Linked DNA regions of Mus musculus: region 1 is linked to region 2. Evidence: chromatin contacts called from public HiChIP or PLAC-seq data. All regions are on one chromosome and are shown on one strand. The core of a region is the stretch at or near the end of the contact, and the rest is flanking DNA. Distances in the headings are between cores, read along the strand shown.

Region 1 (4,167 bases), core at 269-2,768, 120 kb after region 2:
GCCATTATGTGGATGCTGGTCTTCTAAAGTCCTGAATCGTCTCTCAAGCTCCCTACATGAGTCTCTTAGGGGGTCCTAGCCTATCGTTTCCAAATCATAACAGGGAGCCTGGACTTCTTTTCTTAGCCTAATTGTTCCTATAAGGTAAGGGGTCTTTTTGCATTAAAAAAAATATTTATTTTTACTTTATGTGCATTGGTGGTTTTGACTGCATGTATGTCTGTGTGAGGGTGTCAGATCCCCTGGGACAGGAGTTACAGACAGTTGTGAGCTGCCATGTGGGTATTGGGAATTGAACCCAGGTCCTCTGGAAGAGCAGCCAGAGCTCCTAGCTGCTGAGCCATCTCTCCAGCTCCCTTTTGCATTTTTATGAGTAAAGGTATTGAGGATTATAAGTGGATTGTTTGAAGCACACAGCTAAGAAGTGGTAAAAACAAATGTGAGTTTGTCTGCTGTGCTTCGGGATCCACATCCATCCCACCAGCCACACTGCTTCCTAAGTGCGTCTGTGTGCATGGCCATCTCGCCGGGCAGGCCAGGCCCTGCCTTGGCATCAGCTTCTGGTAGAATTGTATACCTTAATGTCACCTATTCCTTCAAGATGAGGGAAGCCTGCTGTGACAGTGTGAGGAGGTGACCAATAGCATCTCTTTGTAGCCCTGCCTGTCCTGGGGCTCGCTGTGTAGACGGGGTTGGGCTGCTGAGTGCCGAGAGTAAAGGCGTACGCTACAATGCCAGCTCTTAATGGCTTTCATTTAGTTAAGAGTGTGCCTCTCTATGTGTGGGCTTCATTTATTTTTAGATTTGTTTATTATATTTTGTGTGCCTTAGTGTTTTGTTTACATACACACACCAGTGGTGCCTGGTGCCTTCAGAGGCCAGAAGAGGGTTTGGGATGCCTTGGAACCAAGATAGATGGTTGAGAGCCACCGTGTGGGTGCTAAGAACCTAACCTGGATGCTCTGTAAGAGCAACAAATGCTCCTAACTGCTGGGGCCTCTCCATCACCCCTGTGTGGTTTATAGAGAGATGTGCACATACTCCTTCTGATTGGCCGGTCAGCTCTATCATACGGGCGACTCCTAGAAGTGGCGAAGTCTTCATGTACTTATGCCAGTATTCTCCCAGACTCTACCTAATGAAACATGGCTCCCTAGGTTTCAGATGGGGTAACTGACTCCTAGAAGTAGGGAGAGACCTTGTCCAAATAGCCTAACCAGTCAGTGCCAGACCTTTTATCCCTAGTTTCAAAGCTTTCAAAACAGAGTGACCCTGAATAGCAGTAACTAAATGGCTTTTCCTAGGTAGAGATACTTGGTATCTATGCCTCTGGCCAGTTTGTTTGTGATAATACACAGTATCGTAGCCCTGACCATATGTGGGTATTCAAGTCCTTGTAACTGATTCAGAAACTCAGTTTTAAACTTTACTTATGTTTAGTAAGCTTACACTCCAGTGGCCATGTGTGGCTGGAAGCTCCTGTGTTGGAGAGCGTTGTTAAGGGACTTGCAAACAGGATGACAGGGCTTAGCAGCTGTGGTTGTTTGCTTGCTCGTTGTCTGTCTTTAGTGACGGCTTGGAGGCAGAGTTTGTCTCACAGGAAGTACATTTTGGTGGTAGGAAATGTCTTCTTTCTTTTTTCTAACCACCAAGTTTGGGTTTTGAGCAACTCTTTGAAGAATTTTCTTAGCTGGGGCTCCTTCATCCAGCTCCACCACAGAGTCTCATAGTGTAGCCCTATTTGGCCTGAGATTTGTTGTGCATACCAAACTGGCTTTAAACTTAGGAGCTTCCTGGGCACGGGGATTACAGGTGCGCATCCCCAGTCCCAACTCAAGATGGCCACTTCAGGGAAAGTCGAACATTTGGTCTTGTATTGCAGTCAATGTTTGTTGGCAGGGGGTTTCTGTGGTTTCACCCTTTTTTTCTGTAAGAACTGAGAAAGCACGGTGTTGAAGCGGAGCCGGTGGCCGTGGTCTCAAATGGCTCCTATAAGGAGTGGTGAGGCTGGCTGGGGAGGAAGGTTCCCGTCAGCGTGCCTCGCTCTCAGGAGGCTCCTTCCTTCCCGCGCCAGCTCGTGCTGTTAGAGCTGTGTCCCATCAGGCTGAACAGTAAGGACTCTCAGTTACTTGTGCTAGCACACAGTGAATCTGTAAGCCAGCAGACAGACAGGCAGCCTGGGTTTTATACTGCACACACTGTTACTTACAGATGACTGCCCATCTTACTTCAGTTAGACTGATCCTAACATTTAATGAAAAATACGTACGCTGGCTATGGTGATACCCCCTCTAATCCTAGTAATTGAGAAACATACAAGTTTGAGGCCAGTTTGAGCTATACAGCAAATCCATTTTGGGCCATGCAATGAAACTTGAGAAAAGAAAGACTTTTTAAAAAAACAAAAACAAAAAAAACCACGGTCTCTCTATTGTGTATCTCTTGTTTCTCTGGCTGTCCTGGAACTTGATACTTAGATCAGACTGCCTCAAATTTACAGAGAACCATCTGCCTCTGCCTACTAGTACTGGGACTAAAGGTGTGTGCTGTCATGCCTAGCCCTAACAAAAAATAACTTTAATGATTGTTAGAATGCATAGAATATAGTCCAATCAAAAGGCAATTAAAGTTTTAAACATTTCAAGGTTCCACTGTGGAACCCAGGATTGGGCTTGGGTCATGAGGCTTGCATGGCAAGTGCTTCTACCCCAGGGCCATCTTGCCAGCCACAGAAGGGCAGTAATTGGGGGGTAGTCCACTTGGATTTGGGTTTGGTGGTAGGTTTTATTTCATTGAAGCTCATGTGGCCTCCTCAACTTTGAGAATCCATTGGTTTATCCTCTGCCCCGTGTGTGTCATGGACAGGACCATCAGAAATCCTGCCAGTGTGTCAGAGGCTTTAGCGGGACCCCAAGTAGACGGGTCTCATGTGCGCGCCAGGCCGTTTCTGGTGAGTTAAACAACAGAGGAGAGTCTGTAACATCAGGACACTTGGAGGTGACTCCCACGGATGCCCAGGAACGCTCTTGCTTCTTCAGACCAGTCTTTACTTGATGCCACCCCGCTTTCACTCTCCTTCTGCAAGATGATAATTACAGGGTGGGCTGCCTCTGCATTCCTGGTGGCCTTGATGGTTATATAATCCTGTGGTTATTTTCAGGCTGGCCTACTGAAGGAAGTCAAGTGTAAGCTTGCGAGCAGACCAGTCTTTGTTCTCCCTTATCCATGGCAAGCTCACTCGACTTTTTGAGGTTTTTTTGGGTTTTTTTTCCCTCCCTCACTGCTGAAAATGAACCTAAAATGTGTCTTCTTGGGAGTATTGTAAAGATTGAGATACATGTAAGTCACAGGCCACAGAGGATGTCCCTGCGAGCATGTCTGACTGTTCGAGTGAGTCACGGTGCCCCTAGCATGATCATGCATCCCTCCCTTTGTGACGGGTGATCTTCAACCAGACATTGTGCAAAACTACATTTAATCTGAAAACTTCACATGGGAGTTGGAAAGATGGCTTGGAGGTTAAGAGCACTGGCTGCTCCTGCAGAGGACCCAGGCTGAGTTCCCAGCACCCACAGGGCAGCTCACAACTGTCTGTAACTCCATCTCACGGGTCCTCTGGCCTCTGGGCACCTGCATATGTGCCTGATTGTGTATGAGTGTATGCACACACTCCGAATAAATAGTTTCCAAAGGAGAAATGTTTGAGAATCCAGGCTAGCAAACCTACATATATGACTTTTCTGAACCTGCAGTCTTGAGCCTTTCGGTGATTGTTAAACAGTGATCCTGTGTCCTTGGCCCCTGCAGCTCCCTCCATCCCTGTTTTCTTTCCATTAGCTCTGATTTGTGAGTCACTTCTACCTCTGCTAATTTTACTGTGCGTTTCCTGCCTCGCACAAGAGTTTCCACCATATTTATAGTTAGGGGAGTAACTTTGTGTTGTTTAAGAATATGAGTGGTTACATTAGGGGTGTGGACTGTGTTCATTTCTGGAGAGTTAGACGCATCTGTTGATTAATTGGGAGAGTACTTGCCCAGCATGCACACAGTCCTGAAGTCAGTCTCCAGCAATACAAACCGGGGCATAGTCATTTATTTCTGTAGACCAGCATTCAGAGGGGGAAGCAAGAGGCAGGGGTTCAAGGTTTTCACCAGTGTCATAGGTTT
Region 2 (4,400 bases), core at 570-3,069:
ACAAGCCAAAAATTCAGCAGGGACTGAACACGCAGAAGGTGTAAGCTTTGAGGACATTGAATTTACTGAGCCAGGTTTCATAGCTATATAGACTCTCATACTTGGAGGTCAAGGAAGAGATTTTTGGTTCCAACAGAAGATGGAAAACCCAATTGTGATCTTTCCTCAAAGAGGCTGCACTTGAAATACGGGGGACAAAACTGTGACCGTCTCCTTTTGTAGAGGAACACGCTGCCTCTCAAACCTAACGTCCCTCTTGAAAACTGGTGTTACTAGTTAAGTCACTCACACGAAGTAGGTGCTTAGAAAATCCCAAGCTGAGACTGTATCTAAAATCATTTTAAAATGGTAGTCCTTTCTTAGATGCCGAAGACAAATAACACAGATTCTCTCTGGAAGAAGGGAATTTTATTCCAGACTTAAAGCTCCCACAGATAAAATTCTAAGGAAAGTAAGCAACTCACAGTTAAAAAAAAATCACAAACCTTACTAGAGAACAAGGCCATGAGACAAGAGCCAGCAGGAACAGTGGGGAACAGAATAAACCTCAGGTGCCTGCTATAGAGATTCACATGTAGGAACAGTAGTGAACAGCATAGGCCCAGGCGCCTGCGCTATAGAGACTCTCACATGCAGACCATAAGATATTTAATATGGGTAAGAAACAAGATCCTGAAAATACACAGAGCAAGTATAGTTGGAAAGAATTTCATAAAATAAAAATTTAATTGAAGAAATAAAAACATAGCGGAAGCTGGGGTAGTGTTTCTGTCCTGTGAGTCCAGATAGACTCAGGAGGATTATGTTCAGGTTCATACTCAAGTGAGTTCAAGTCAGCCCAGGCTGCAAGAGATTGTATCTACAGCCGGGCGGTGGTGGCACACGCCTTTAATCCCAGCACTCGGGAGGCAGAGGCAGGCGGATTTCTGAATTCGAGGCCAGCCTGGTCTACAGAGTGAGTTCCAGGACAGCCAGGACTACACAGAGAAACCCTGTCTCGAAAAAACAAAACAAAAAACAACCAAAGAGATTGTATCTACATATTATAGCATCATTGTCATCAACCTCATCACTTACATTAAAAAGAATTTTAAAAAAAACTTTCTTTCAAAAATGACCAATAGCTGATTTCTCAGAAGTAACAAAAGAAGGCAGAAGACATTATTTACATGGTTCTTAAAGAAAATAGCTGTTAATCTAGAATTTTGTATCCAAAAGGATTTCAGGAAATAATGCATCATTAAGATGGTTGGAGAGGAGAGTGGGATTAAGTGAGAGAGTAGGGGGCAAGTGAGAACAAAATATAATGATCCGTGTGTGTGCACGTGCATGTGTGACACTGTCGCGGTGAAACCTATTACTTTTATGTAAACTAAAAATGTGCTGGGACTGGGAGGCCGCTCTGTGACTAACCTGATTAAAACTCAGCAAACTGAGAAACTGTTTTCTGTGAGATATGAGACATAACCTATAGTGGTCTTTCAAACCATCTTTGTCAACAACTTATCTGTGAACCTTTTCTTTTGGATACCAGTTTGGTAATTTTTAGAATTTCAGATTATTGTTATTTTTTCCTTGACTGTCAGAGGAGACATTGATAAATTCTGTGAGGGATGTGAAGGTAGCAAAATGTCCAGAGACCTGGTGATGGTGATAAAATTATGAGTTTAAATTTTAGTTCAGGACATTAAGGTAGCACACAAATTTACAAATCCTAATGTGGCCTTCCCATTTGCTGCTCAAGCCACTGAAGTGAGCGCTTCAGCTGCCCGCAGACCTCCATGCTCCTGTCTGCCTCTTCCTCTCCTCACTGCTGCTCTGGGCTTTCCAGACAGGCCACACACAGAACGGTCGTTTCCTGTGTCTTACTTCCTTTCCTCAGTGTAGTTCTTTGACGGTTTTCTTTAAAGAAGGCGACAAACAGTAAAGAAAACCCAGGGTGAGATCTCATCTCTCAGATTGGCCTTTTTTTTAAGGTTTAAGAAGCTGAAGAGTAGGCTCGGTGGTTCAGACCACTTGCTGCTTTTACAAAGGACCTAGATTCAATTCCTAGCACCACATGGCTGCCCACGACCATCTGTAACTCTAACCCTACAGGACCCAACACCCTCTGTTGCCACTAAGTCGTGAGGCATGCATGCGATGGATGCTAATATAACTAGATTGTTCTGCTGATGACCACTGGGTCTGTGAGAATGCTAAGATAAAGGCAGCACAGAGGCCCTAGACCACAGAGCCTAAGGCGAGTTCCACCTTACAGCTGTCTGCACCACTGCCAGCACATGGCTACGTGTGACAAGTGCAGGTTTGTGTAAAACTGTATTTTTTTATTATTCATGTGGTTCACAGTTGAGAATAGCATGTAATCAAGTCTTTCCCATGTCATCTTCTACAGCCATCTATTTCCTGCGGTTCCCAGAAATGTTTTTTGTATAGAAAGGAAATGTGTATGTAGTCCTCACCCACTCTTACCACCTTTAGCGTGCACTTCACTCTGCCCTGGACGCCAGTGTTGAGTATGTGTTTGTTTATGCCTGCTGGGGTTGTGCCAGGTCCGCAGCGAGTATTCAGTAAATGTATGCTGAAAGATGTGTTTGCATCAAATTAACCGTGGTTCTAGAGTTACTTTGTGTTAGAAGCATAAAAGAAGGGAGGTGGGGAACAGTCTAAGGGACCAGAAAAAGCAGAACCAGCCATGTCACTGGCAGCTGGAGGTCCCCTAAGCTGTAGTGTAATGTCAGTCTGCTGCAGTGGTTCTGGTGGGACAGCTAACAGCATAGGCTTTGGACAGCTGTGCTGTCCTCACACAGCTTTTGGCTATTTTAATAAAAGTACACAGGTTGGAGATGTGGCTTAGAAGCCCTTGGCTCGATCCCTAGTGGGTACACACTTGCTCTTACACATACACAAAGTGTAAGAGTCTAAATATAAAGTATGTATCAGTTCACACTGAGGAAGTGCCAAGAGTTGTTGGAGTAAATAGCAGAGTGTGATGGGAAACTTAAGGAATGGTGACCCTCCACAGAGGTGTATATATCAGATCTGGCCGTTACCTGCAGCTGATGAGCTCCAAAAAGAGCGAAACCTGTTGGGTCCTGCAGTACTGGCTTACCATAGTAAGACTTGCTGGGGTGCACTGCTCTGTTGTTTAGCATTGTCCTAGGAGAAACTCCTGTTTGATGTCCTTGTTCCTGGTTCTTTTCTTTTCTCGTCCATACCTTAGCTGTGTAAGAGTATGCCTACGGTCTTGGTCGTATCAGACTAGCCGAGATCTTGTCTCGTCTTAAATGGCCTTTCTCTGGGTGGCTTATTTTCTCATGCTTTGTTGTTTGTTTTTGTCGTACCAGGAGTAGAGGCCAGGGTATCATGCTCTATCACGAAGCCACTTCCCTAGCCCAGACCCCATATCTTTAATTACTCCTATTTAATGACAATTCTAGAATCTTCTCTGCCAACTTTCTTTTTGAGATAAGATTTCACTATGTAGCCCTGGCTGGTCTGAAACTCACTATGTAGACCAGATTGGCCTTAAACAACAGATTCATTAAAGGCATGCAACACACACACACACCAAAACACACAGTCGTCATCTTTCTACACTTCTTGCTGAGTACAGTCTTCCCAGATATAATCAAATAAAATCCAACAGATCCCCTCTTCCAAATCATCTCCCATGGATCACTAACTATTATACCCTAAAGAGTTATCTACTGTCAGGTGTGGCGGTACATACCTCAATCCCAGGACTCAGGAGGCAATGGCAGGGAGGTCTCTGTGAGTTTGTGGCTAGCCTGATATACATAGTGAGTTCCAAGACAGCCAGGGCTATGTAGAGAGAAACCCTGTCTTAAAAAACAATAAAGGAAGGGAAGGGAAGGGAAGGGAAGGGAAGGGAAGGGAAGGGAAGGGAAGGGAAGGGAAGGGAAGGGAAGGGAGATAGATTTAAAGTATTACCTCCCTTTGGAGGTAATTAAAAATGTATGTATGTGTGTGTGTATGTGTGTGTGTGAGAGAGAGAGAGTGTGTGTATCTCCTAAGTATATCTTAGTTAATACTGGCCTGAGTCCCTGGAGCAGAGCTCTGCAGTTGTCTTTGTATCTGCCTTGTATTCATGGAGCTGATGATGCAGTGAGCTGACACCCCAGTGCATGTATATCAGCTTTCTCAGGGATGAGCCACTGTCTGCCAAAAGCTTGCAGTCTAGTCCAGGGAAGAAGAATCCATATAGTCTTAGAGAGAGTGAGCAAGCACACTGCTGGAAGCCTGCAGGATCCACACTGGGACCTGGAGGGAACCCCTTCCCAGCCTAAGGAGAAAGTAAGGTGAGAGTGAGGATCAGTCAAAGCTGTGGCCTGGAGTGGGGTAATAGTGCTTTCTTAGGTAGGGTTTTATTTTTAAAA

Evidence for each region. HiChIP or PLAC-seq counts read pairs in DNA pulled down with a chosen protein or histone mark.
Region 1: a BATF HiChIP or PLAC-seq map of CD8 T cells shows a contact between it and region 2, with 8 read pairs. The contact joins two enhancer-like sites. A contact is called at or near these places in 1 of 39 promoter capture datasets (the SN4741 cell line), 1 of 15 datasets of contacts at CTCF or cohesin (the NIH/3T3 cell line), 3 of 484 Hi-C or Micro-C datasets (cortical neurons and regulatory T cells), 30 of 115 datasets of contacts at active chromatin or transcription factors (the 230-238 cell line, CD8 T cells, the HPC-7 cell line and 18 more) and 3 of 9 other capture datasets (adipose tissue, embryonic stem cells and liver).

The regions. Positions count from the first base shown.
Region 1 is chr4:44,020,908-44,025,074 of GRCm38.p6, forward strand. The region is part of intron 4 of Clta (clathrin, light polypeptide (Lca)); the gene reads left to right. Among named protein-coding and RNA genes, the nearest start is that of Clta, 19 kb to the left of the region's middle. Within about 2 kb of position 1,519, at least 54 of the 459 cell types and tissues checked have an H3K27ac peak or open chromatin away from gene starts, as enhancers often do. A contact at or near this core is called in CD8 T cells, the SCID.adh cell line, T-cell acute lymphoblastic leukemia and 3 more, where this site is marked.
Region 2 is chr4:43,902,037-43,906,436 of GRCm38.p6, forward strand. All of the region lies in intron 6 of Reck (reversion-inducing-cysteine-rich protein with kazal motifs), which reads left to right. Among named protein-coding and RNA genes, the nearest start is that of Reck, 29 kb to the left of the region's middle. Within about 2 kb of position 1,820, at least 51 of the 459 cell types and tissues checked have an H3K27ac peak or open chromatin away from gene starts, as enhancers often do. A contact at or near this core is called in CD8 T cells, the SCID.adh cell line, T-cell acute lymphoblastic leukemia and 3 more, where this site is marked.